Linked DNA regions of Sus scrofa: region 2 is linked to region 1. Evidence: chromatin contacts called from public Hi-C data. All regions are on one chromosome and are shown on one strand. Each heading gives the region's core, a stretch centred on a gene start, on an enhancer-like site or on the middle of the called end of the contact. The rest is flanking DNA. Distances are from core to core; before and after follow the strand shown. Region 1 holds the start of YWHAQ (14-3-3 protein theta). Region 2 holds the start of ADAM17 (ADAM metallopeptidase domain 17).

Region 1 (5,984 bases), core at 1,852-4,351:
CATCACCAGCTTATGGGAATTACACATTATTTACACTTGGACATTCCTCACATGCACTTCTTACTATAAATTATCGAAGGACAAAATCTATGGTTCTCAGCTTTGCTCCCCCCCGTGTTAGCACAGTGCCTGCCTTGTCCGTGCTAACCTCTCAAATGGAGGTGCCAACTTAAAGACAGGCTTTCTCAGGATATTTTTGGTAGGTTTGGCCATTAAGTCATAACTTAGTTTCTTCAGCCATTTTACCAATAAAAATATTTTACTTATATTTTGGTGTCTAATTAATCTAGTCTTTTATTTCACTTAGTGAGCGTGTGTGTGTACACATATGAATATTTCATATAAACCTGTCCTAATTGCAGCGGTTCTCTTCCGCTGAAATGATGTCCGAGAAAAGTCTCCTGAATATACTTGGTCTCTCAAGTCGCTTTTCGAGTAAGCAAACTCTCCTCCACTCATGCCATCAAAAAAACGAAAATTTGTAAGAGCCACAAAAATAAAACAAATATTCCCGGCTACCTTGCTAGAGAATAGCAAAAATTCTGTGGTACTCCTGGATTGCTGCAGGGTAAGTAACAAAGTGCAAAGTAAAGACAGAATAGAAAAAGATGGAAATATGCTGTGGGAGTGCCCCAAAGTAACACGGACCTAAAAAAGCTTGTCCTTGACACAGGCATCCTGATGCATCTTCCTTGACAACAGAGAAGATGCTCTCAAGAGCCATTACCATACGCACTGAAGCCCACCACCACTTTCAAGACAGCAAAATTTTTTTGAATATAAGCAATTCAGGGCAGAAAGTTTCTCTGAGTGCCTCCTTTACAGCAGGCAGGGAATGGCAGCTAAGACATAGATGACCCTAAAATCTCACCCACATAAAGCCAATAACCTCAACAGAAGTTTCCTCCACTCTGTACACTCTCTGCATTGCTTTCTTTGCCCCTTTACCAGCTTTCTCCACCAGCCACGATTTTGTTCAGATCATCTGCTATTGGTGTTGAAAAAATAGGTGAAAGGAAAAAAAAAAACAACAAAAAACAAACCTCCTGCCCCACCAATTCGATGGGGCAAGGAAGAGAAGATTGGGACAAGAGGAATGTCCCCCTCTATTCCATCTTGAAATATCGCCAATCTAGCATGACTGTCTTTCAAAGGCCACCTAAAATACTACATGGAACGAATACATCAAAAATCGCCAAGGCCCCCTGTAAACGTGGCCCATAAGAAAAGAGGCAAATGCATCAGATGTTTCATTATTTTATTAGTAGAAATGACTCTTTGCAGTATCAAAACACTTAAAAACACTCCAGAAGATAATGCTGGCATTGAGATTTTAAAAACTTATCTTACCGATCGAAAGACCCATACAATGACAAAGCTAAAAACGTTCTCTCTCACTAATAAGAGTGAATCACAGCAGGCACCCTACTCCACCCAACAGCCACCCACGCTAAGACTGGACAGTTCAAAACCTGCAAAGTCCTCCTTGCCTCCTCCACACCAGATACGAATTCACTTCAACACATTCGTGTTTCAGCGTAGCTATGTCATAGCAAGGAAACGCTGTCAGGTACTGAAATTTGGCAGGACATTCGATTTAGCGGTGCTCTTTTCACTTTTACCAAATTCCCCCCTTTCCCCGTTTTTAACAAGGAAAAAGCTCAACAGATACTCTTGCTTGAAAAATGAAGCACCCATTCAGATTTTCGTAAAGTTCCACGACTAGGTTTGGAAAGAAAACCAAGCCTTGCTCACACACGTATCGAACAGGAGCCCGGCACCTTCTTTCAAAGGAAGCCTGACGCCTATGAATTGATTAACTACATTTAAAGGGTTCCCAGGTTTCCTCTGTAAGCTTGAACACGATGCTCAGTCTTGTACAAACCCACTCGCGTGTTTCAAAGTTACAATGGTGGGGAAGCAACCCAGCATCTAAGAAAAACCTACTTACCACTGGGGCGGGGAGAAGCAGCTTCTGGATCTCAAGAACTGAAATAACACAGCGAGCAGGCCAAGGCTATAACCTCCTCAAACCCTCGACGTCGGCAGACAATCGGGAAAGGCCCGGCCCGACTCGGTCCCCGTGAAATTCTCAAGGGAGGGCCTTACACAAAGGGGCCCCGGCGCCCCGGGACGCACGGCTCCCCGGCTCCCGCCGCCCGGCCTCCCGCCCCCGGAGGGTCGCACACTCACCAGGACCGTGGTGCAGATGGACCGCAGCTCGGACTCCACTTTCTCCCGATAGTCCTTAATCAGCTGCAACTTCTTGTCGGAGGTGTCGGTCTTCTGCTCGATGCTCGAGATGACCCTCCAGGCGGACCTGCGGCCCCCGACCACGTTCTTGTAGGCCACCGAGAGCAGGTTGCGCTCCTCGTTGGACAGCTCGGCGCCCTGCTCCGTCACGGCCTTCATGCAGGTGGCCATGTCGTCGTAGCGCTCGGCCTGCTCGGCCAGCTTCGCCTTCTGGATCAGCTCCGTCTTCTCCATGGGGCCGGGGACAGGGCAGCGAGGGCGAGCACCGACCCGGACAGCGAGCAGGCGTGCGGCGGGCCTGCGGGAGGGCGGGGGCAGGAGGGCGGGGGCGGCGCCGTCAGACAATGCGCCCGCCGCCCGGCCGCCCGCCCGCGGCGCCTTTTGTCTGTCCCCGCACGCGCGGCCCAGTTGAATTTCCCTCCCCCGCCCACGCTCCCCACGGGGCGCCCGGGAGGCCCGGGGGGCGCCCGCCCAGGCGGCCCCGGGCGGGAGAAGGAGGAGGAGGAGGAAGGGCCGCTCCCGCGCCCGCCCGGCCCAAGATGGAAGCGGCCGTTGGCCCGCACCTTCCCGCCGGAGCCGCCCCTGAGGAGAGCGGCGTCGAGGCCAGCGGCCGCTCCCCCCGGGGCTGGCCTCCCGCCCGGCTCTCAGGCCCGGCCAGGCCCGAGGAAGGCCGGGGGCGACCCTGGCGCTCACCTTCACGTCTCCGCGGCCGCGGCGCGAGTCCCACCACTTTGATCGGCTTTTGGCTTTAGCCGAGGACCCTCCCGTCTCAGCCTACCTCGGAGCCGAGAGGCGGGCCGCCGCGCGGCTGCCCTCGCTCCCGCCGCCCAATGGCGCGCCGAGAGGTCCCCTAGGGTCCCGCCTCCCGCTCCGCCTCTGGCCAATGAGCACTGAGCGCGCGGAAGGGGGCGAAGGGGGCGGGGCGGGAGGGGAAGCGGAGGCTAGGAGGGTGGGTCGGCTTGGGCAAGTTCGGTTGGCTCGCAGGCTGCGGCTTCGGCCACGGGGTTTCCTCCAATTAGATCCAGGGTAAAAGGACGTCACTGTTGCCATGGCGATGCTGTTACCAACTCCCCTCATCCTCCCCGCCACCCCCAGCCCTCGTGGGTGCGGCACGGGAGCGGGCGGTTCGCACGACCTCTCCTGCAGTGGCCGGGTCTCCTGCTGCAGCACCGCTGCAGATGGGGCATTGCATCTTGTGGGCTAATTAATGCAGCTGCGGCTCTCCTGAGCCCCGGTGAGGTCGGGCCTGGGAGGGTGATACCATCGGCTGTTTGTTGCACAAATGCCTTTCTTTCCTCCACCTTCCTATTCGTGACAAACGTTTGAAGCTCAGTACACAGAACCCAGCCTTTAATGACGTTGCGATGGGGACTGCGAATTAGATATAATCCCATCCCCATTAAAGAGGAATTCGTTTCTGGAGAAAGCGGCTTAAGCAAGGGTCTTACACGAGAAATTCATTTTCAGACGGGTACCTAAACCCTGAAGTTCCCTTGGAAAATACCAAAAAAAAAGTCCAGACAGGTCTCTCTGGCGATGCCAGATGTTGCGATTTTCTTTAAAATGGGAAATGACATGATTAAGGATAATCTGAAGAAACACACTCTTCCCCCAACTGTTTTTATATTTCTTTTCAGCATTCCCAGGTCATGTGTCTAAATTCATATTTTTCCCATCATTGTGGTCTTACATGTACATGCTTTTTATTTTCTGGTATTAATTTTGAAAGGACGCTTGCAAAGCTCAACTTCCCTCTCTAGATGTTGACTTCTGACTTTCTCCTTGTGAACACCCTTCTGGCATGAGAATGATCTGCCCAAATGCCTTTTATCCAGGGTCATGGCTATCCCTTTCCTTTCGCTTCAAACTGGGCACTCCCCTCCAGCCACTCCCTTCTCTCCTGGCACTCCCTGAATAAGGTGCTGTCCTGAGTGTCTGGGCTCAGGCTACCATGATTCCAGGTCCAGCCCAACACAGGGAAAATGGATCATTGAAAGTGAAGAAAGCCACTGCTGAGAAAGAATTTCAGATTCCAAGTAGAGCCTGGAACAGACTTGAAGACTCTAGAATGGAAGATCTGAGGGCCAACAGATGGCCGGAGAAGGTTTGGACTTTCCAGAAATCTAAACTCCCTCCCAGCTGCCCCTCCCAGTCCTGACTCGCAAAGGTTGCTTTGTGCTTTGACCGACAGGAGAGGCCTGGGCTGGAAAGAGCTTGTGTGTGTCTTAAAGCAGAAATACCTTACTATGTTTCAGCATTTTAGTGGAGAGCCCTGCTGTTATTTCTGGAATCCCCGGGGCTGGATCCCCGGGGCTGGGCTGTAGACGGATGAGTGTTTATGGCCGTGTGGGCTGGGGTGGAGCCGAACACCAAGAAATCCCAGTGGAAAGAATTTGTATGTGGAAGGGCAGATAAAATGCTTTCTGTATGACCGGTGAATTTCAAGCTTACTGAAAGGAGAGACAGCCCAGGCAAGAGAAGGCAGTGGACGTGCACGGGGGTTGGAGACCCTTGAGCAGGACTGTCAGGGGACTAAGCTTCTGTGGCCGGAGGGACCGTAGGGGCAAGAACACTGATTCTTTGTCAGAAAGTCTGAGCTGTACTGCCATCTCCTCAGGTGACCTTGGGCAAGTTTTTGCTGCACTCGGTAACTCAGTCTCTAAAATTTCTGCTTTCATTCAATCATCAAATATTTATTGAGTACTAGCTCATACAGGTACAGTCATCTGCAATCACGGGCGAAAACTGCTAGGAAACCATGAAAAGGTTTCATACACTACGAAAAGGTAAAGTATTTTACGAGGGACCAGAGAGATATGTTAGATCTATTTCCTTCCCTCCTTTCTTTCTTTCTTTGTCTCTCTCTCTCTCCCTCCCTCCCTCTCTTTCTTTCTTTCTTCTTCTTCTTTTTTGTTTTAGGGCTGCACCGCAGCAGGTGGAATTTCCCAGGCGTACCAGATCCGAGCCATGTCTGCATCACAGCTCACGCCAACACCGGATCCTTAACCCACCGAACGGGGCCAAGGATTGAACCCGAGCCTAGTTGGGAGATAGTTGGATTTGTTATCTCTGAGCCTAATGGGAACTCCAGTAAGTTAAATCTGAAGTCCTCTGCCCCTGAAAGGAATCAGTCAAAGAACGTTAAAGCTCTGGGCACTTGACGCCCCTGGACACATAAAAAGCTAACACTTAGTGAGTGATTACCTGTGTCAAACACCGTTTTAGGTCTTTTGCAAGTATTAATTCATCTAATCCGCTTAATGCCACTATGAGGTAGGGACGAGGATGATTCATCCCCTTCTCCTTTTCACAGATAAGGACACTGAGGCACAGGGAGGCCAAGGACCGTGCAGTGAGTGGAACAGCTAGCGAGCGGCAGGGCCTGGATATGGACCTAGTCATACAGTCTGGGCCCCAAAGCCCATCCACGGGAGGTCTCTGCGGGACCTTTGCTCATCGCTGCAGAGACTCGAGGAAAAGTCACACCAGCCTCTGTTCCCTGGGAGTTTCATCCCAGTAACCATGAAATGTGCGGAATATCCACGTCCCGTGAGCTGGGAAGAACTCTGGGGAACAGACCACTGAGACAGACAGGACTGAGTTCTTTATTTATTTGATGTTCTTGTTATTTTTTTCTTAATTACATAGTGAGAAGAAGCTGCTGGAGCAGGAGGGAGCACGCGGAACTCGAAGCCAGACGCTCGGAAATCCCAGCTCTGCCATTGATTTGC
Region 2 (5,984 bases), core at 1,549-4,048, 57 kb before region 1:
GGCGCAGTGGTTAACGAATCCGACTAGGAACCATAAGGTTGCGGGTTCGATCCCTGGCCCTGCTCAGTGGGTTAACGATCCGGCGTTGCCATGAGCTGTGGTGTAGGTTGCACACACGGCTCGGATCCTGCGTTGCTGTGGCTCTGGCGTAGGCCGGTGGCTACAGCTCCGATTGGACCCCTAGCCTGGGAACCTCCATATGCCGCAGGAGCGGCCCAAGAAATAGCAAAAAAAAAGACAAAAAAAAAAAAAGAGAGAGACACAATCTCCACGGTTCATTTCAATTCTAACAGTTGCTAAGTGCCTCTATCGAGAGTGTCCTTATTTCGAGTCTGGGCTCATCACCTCCTTCCCCAGTTAGGTCAACCCTGCTTGATGATAACGTGATAACTCCCACAATGTGTTCTATCACTCACCTTCATATTGTTCTAGAATTGCCTGTTCATATATCTCTATCCTGCCATGCCAAAAGGTGTGGGTGTGTGTGTGGGTGTGTGTGTGTGTGTGTGTGTCTGCACCCAAAGCATGTGGAAGTTCCTGGGCCAGAAATCAAACCTGCGCTGCAGTTGTCTGATCTTCATATTTCCAATAACACTTGCATACAGTACGTGTTCTTCAAACATCTAGACCACGCATTTTTCTGGCACCAGTGGTCCGCACTTTGCAAATAAAAACACATGATAAAAATAGAAAAATCCCTTACGATCTGTGAATGCTGCTGAGAATTAATCTAAAAGTGAGGTTTTCTTTGCGATTCCTAGGATTCATGCTACTTATTTCTCCACTACTGAACATGAGAATAAAAGTGAAACAGCTGTGTTAGAGTGGTAAAAATATAACTTTAATACCTCGAAATACATGTTAGCTTATTTATTTATTTATTGCTTTTTAGGGCTGCACTAGTGGCATATGGTTCCCAGGCCAGGGATTGAACTGGAGCTGTAGCTGCCAGCCTACGCCACAGCCACGGCAATGTGGGATCCGAGCCTCAATTTCAACCTACACCACAGCTCACAGCAATGCCGGATCCTTAACCCACTGAGCGAGGCCAGGGATCAAACCTGCAACCTCATGGATCCTTGTCAAGATTTGCTTGTGGAGTTCCCGTCGTGGCGCAGTGGTTGACGAATCCGACTAGGAACCATGAGGTTGCGGGTTCAATCCATGCCCTTGCTCAGTGGGTTAATGATCTGGCGTTGCCGTGAGCTGTGGTGTAGGTTGCAGACGTGGCTCGGATCCCGAGTTGCTGTGGCTCTGGCATAGGCCGGTGGCTACAGCTCCGATTCGACCCCTAGTCTGGGAACCACCATGTGCTGCGGGAGCAGCCCAAGAAATAGCAAAAAGACCAAAAAAAAAAAAAAAAAAAGATTTGCTTCTGCTGGGCCACGACAGTAACTCCATGTTTGTTCATTTTATTAACATTTATCCTTATCACATGGCTCTTACCCTATTCCTCCATCATGACCATCCCTAACTCCCCATTTTTTTCAATTTGTATTAACGTATCACATCTCAGCACTTCCTACCAGGTTCTCCCCAGCCTGTCATTAGACTAATCACCTGTAATCCATTTCAATTTAAGGTGACTGACAAAGCAGTTGTTCAGGTGAGAGCGTAGCCATCATTAACACCCTCAGTCAATTATAAGGAAGTTCCGGGTAAAATAATGCAAGTTTTATTAGCCATAAAGAAAATCCACACAAAGTCTCCATCTGCCCGATACTATACATGCAATCACGGTAGGGTTTGGGGACCAAAACCACCATGAAAAATCACTGAGGCTCTAACTTCTCACACTGGGAAAATATACTGGTTCATACTTTATTACCAGTTAATTAAACTCTCTCACATGCCAACTTTTTTTTAACTGATAAAGAACCCAGTCACTACACCTTGACACAAATTAACTGCCAGCAATTTACACATCTCTTAATGTTAGTCCATCCTTAATCCAAGCTCTTTAGAAAATCTAAATCACCTACTTTCTAGGCTCAATCAAATTGGTGATTCCTGATAATCTGTTTAAAATGGCAAGGCAGGCATTCACAGCAGCAGCATTACCAGTTGGCCCGGTAAATTTAAGCGCCCCCACCCCAGCACCTCCAATAAGCTCCAATTTAAATAACTAAATACACGCTTATGGTGTTCGCAAAACGAAACTCTTGAGCGCTCCAGTCACTGCCTTCCAACCAGATTACTAAGTACCCCCTACAGCAGAAAATCGAGTTCGCTCCTTTTAGAGCCAGGAAGAGCTGCGGAGCTTCCTCTCCTCCTCCAGAATCCCGCCTTTGGTAGGAACACAATATAGGTTTGTTCCTCAGGAGGGCAGGGATCTGGACCGCATCCTCCTCTCCAAACGCGAGCCACCATCACTCCCGCCTCACCTCTTCCCAAACACAGACTCAGGGGACAGACCCCTCCCAGGCCCCGAGTCCCCCTCGGAGGCCCCCTCCAGGATCCCTCCCCCGTTCAGGGAGACGAGCCCATCTCCCTTCTTTCCCCGAAGTCCGAGAGCCACACCCCCTTCCCACGCTGAAAACCTCGGGACGCGCACAGCCGTCCACACCCCGCCCCCAAACACCTGACAGATCCCGCTTCCCTGCTCTTTCCCGAAAGCTGCGCTCCCCAAGCACCCGGTGCCGGCCCAAGCCAACTCCCAGGGTCTTTACCGAGTCGCTGAGGGGAGCCGAAGCCCGGCTCGTCCGGCGGTCGCGGCGCCAGCACGATAGGAACCAAGCTGGTCAGGAAGAGCGCACACTGCCTCATGTTCCCGGCCCGGCAACCGGCTCCACCTCTCCGAGCAGCCTTCGCCTGACTGGGGCTCAGGACGCTGCTCACATTGGGGGACAACGGGATCCGCCTGGCCTGTCCCCTCAAGCCTCTCACTCCTCCCGCGCCGCCTACCGGAAGACTCTGGAGCCTGACTCTAGGCCCCCCGGAAGCGCAGGCAGCGGAGCAGGGCCTGGCTCAGCCCGCTTCCGCCCGCCGCCAACGCCCGCCCCGCCCACCGCCGGAAGCCGGGCGCCGCGCGGCATGCTGGGAGGGCCTCGCTCGCCCCGCCCCGCGCAGGCGCGCTGCCATCTCACCGCCCCTCTGCCCGCCCCCTTCAGCCCCGCGAGGGCTCCGTGAGCTGCCCGCGGCGTCCTGACTCGACCCCGTGGAGCCTCGCCTCTGTCCCCGGGTGACCGCCGCGAGGGAGGCGGGAGCTCGCGAGTAGGCCCTCAGAGGTGCGTCCAGCCGCCTCCGTCGTCTCGGTCCCACCCACATCTGGTTAGGATCCCTGTTACCCTTTTTGCTAAACGGGCTGTTGAAACCGCCTGGAGCCCGGAGCGGACGAGGGGGAGCCCGGCGGGGCGTGCTCCTGGTTACGACCCAACGACGAAGTGTCCGCGACGAAAGACGGGCTCCTGGGAGCCCGAGGCCTCGCGTCCGCGCGCTGCTTCTGCCAGCCCAGCAGCCCAGATGCAAATGGGGTGCAACTTGGTTTGGGCGTCGGACCCCCTGGGCACATTAAGCCTCCCTCTGTCGTTGTAACGAAAAAGGCTTTGCAAGAGGGAAATAAACAAGCGCTTCCTTAATGCACATTTTCCCGTGGCCCTGCTGTACGTAGAGTCTGCAAGTATTTCAGAAACTATATCTTAGGCCTAACTCCTCATCTACCCGTACAGGGTCTTGAATCGTCCAGCCAACTTCTTGAAATTCAGTACTGTGTTTGGGCACTTCAGCTTTGATTGGAAATTTGCCAAGGAAGTTTGGGCGGGAGGGTTGGTTGGTTTTTTTGCTTTTTAGGGCCGCACTAGCGGCATATGGAGGGTCCCAGGCTATAGGTCAAATCTGAACCACAGCCGCCTGACCACAGCCACAGCCACGCAGGATCCCAGGCGCCTCTGACCTGCACCACAGCTCGGCGCAACGCCGGATCCTTAACCCACTGAGCGAGGCCAGGGATCGAACCGCAACCTCATGGGTGCTAGTCAGATTCCTTTCCGCTTTGCAATCCTTTGCGTAATTTTAGCTCTGGTGTGGTGGAATGTACTGAGTAAAACATTCTAATAACGTTGAAAGGGAGTTGCTATTCTGGTTCAACTAAAGTTGATACAAGTAGAACATAACACATTTTCCACTTGGGAGTGAATGGGGACAGCCTTCCCCCGATTATGAAATGGTAAATTGTTAGGAGTAAATTATTGGTCCTGCCTGGTAAAGTTTCAAGACTACTCCTGATAAAATACTCAAACTGTGGTTTAAACTTAGGTTCACTGTGGTATGCCTTGGTAAAATCGCAACATCTTTCCCAGCCGTTATTATCCGTAATTAACTGGTTTTGTGCATTTTCGGCTTACCTGAATCTGGTCTATTCATCTGAAGTATAAAATGCCTTCATTAAACATTCATTAATGGCATTCCTAATCAAAAAGCAAAGATTCATCTCTGCAAATTTTTTTTTTAATGTACCACATAAAAATGTGATGGTTGTGGAGTTCTCATTGTGGCTCAGCAGTAATGAGCCCTACTAGTATCCTTGAGGAGACAGGTTCCCCTGGCCTCACTCAGTGGGTTAAGGATCCAGCATTGCTGTGGCTGTGGCGTAGGCCGGCAGCTGCAGCTCCGTTTGACCCCTAGCCTGGGAACTTCCATATGCCACAGGTGCAGCCCAAAAAAATAAATAAATAAATCTATAAAATTAAAACTGTTAGGTTTAAATTTACCCTATGGAATATAAGTACCTGACAGATTTGGTAGCCACTGTGATAGCCAACCTCCCTGATGGCCCCAATGGTCCCTGCTTCCTGATACTCACGGCCCCATGGTCCCCTGCCACGCTGGACCGACGCTGGTCTGTGGAGCCAAGAGCACACAGCAGAGGTAATGGTATTTCACGTCCAAGGTTAGGGTATAGGAGACTGTCCTCCATCCCAGGCGTTCTCTTACTTGCTTGCTCTCTTGGGTCGCTCATTCGAAGCCAGTTATCATATCATGAGAACATTCAAAAAGGCTGGGAGGAGTTCCCATCGTGGCTCAGTGGAAACGAATCTGACCAGGATCCAGGAGGACGCAGGTTCAATTCCTGGTCTCTCAGTGGATTAAGGGTCCAGCATTGCTCTGGCTGTGGTGTAGGCCAACGGCTACAGCTCTGATTCGACCCCTAAACTGGGACCCTCCATTTGCTGCAAGGGCATCCCTAAAAAGCAAAAAAAAAAGAAAAGAAAGAATCCAAGAAGCCTGCGGAGAGGTGCATAAGAATAGAGTTCACCAGCCCACAACCGAGACCTGCCAAAGACTGCATGTGTGGGCTTGGACGGGACTCCCAGCTCTAGGCAGCCCTGATGACTGCAGACCCCAAGCCAGCAGCTTGACTGCAGCCCCATGAGAGACCCTGAGCCAGAACCTCCCACACAGGCCATTCCCTGATTTTTGACCCTCAAAAACTGGGAAATAATATTTGTTTCAAGCTCCTAACTTGGAGGTAATTTGTTACACAGGCACCATGGCCCATTTGAAAAGTGCATGAACAAATTGACTGGATCCTGGTGTCCTCTCCTTAACACAGAAGTGGTTCTTTTATGTTTATATATATATATATATATATATATATATTTTTTTTTTTTCCCCCTAGGGCCGCACCCACAGCACATGGAGGTTCCCAGGCTAGGGGTCCAATCGGAGCTGTAGCCACCGGTCTACACCAGAGCCACAGCAGCTAAAAGTAGGAGCCGGAGTTCCCTTTGTGGTGCAGCAGAATTGAATCCGACTAGGAACCATGAGGTTGTGGGTTCAATCCCTGGCCTCACTCAGTGGGCTAACAATCCGTGTGGCTGTGGCTGTGGCTGTGGTGTAGGCTGGCAGCTGTAGCTCCTATTTGACCCCTAGCCTGGGAACCTCCATATGCTGCGGATGAGCCCCTAAAAAGCAAAAAAAAAAAAAGGAGTCAATCCACAAATCCCCATCAGACAACAGACCCCGTCACTGCAATGTGACTGTCT

Evidence for each region. A called contact is a pair of places that touch in the nucleus more often than the background predicts.
Region 2: a contact with region 1 is called in a Hi-C map of liver, with 7 times the contacts expected there. The contact joins the promoter of ADAM17 here to the promoter of YWHAQ in region 1. A contact is called at or near these places in 7 of 47 Hi-C or Micro-C datasets (alveolar macrophages, blood, heart right ventricle and 2 more) and 2 of 2 datasets of contacts at active chromatin or transcription factors (alveolar macrophages and skeletal muscle).

Annotation. Positions count from the first base shown.
Region 1 is chr3:126,735,912-126,741,895 of Sscrofa11.1, reverse strand. It overlaps YWHAQ (14-3-3 protein theta), which reads right to left and starts at 3,101. Exons shown (of 6, transcript XM_021087862.1): 1 at 2,947-3,101; 2 at 2,194-2,551. The coding sequence starts at 2,487.
Region 2 is chr3:126,792,444-126,798,427 of Sscrofa11.1, reverse strand. It overlaps ADAM17 (ADAM metallopeptidase domain 17), which reads right to left and starts at 2,798. Exons shown (of 19, transcript NM_001099926.1): 1 at 2,670-2,798. The coding sequence starts at 2,766.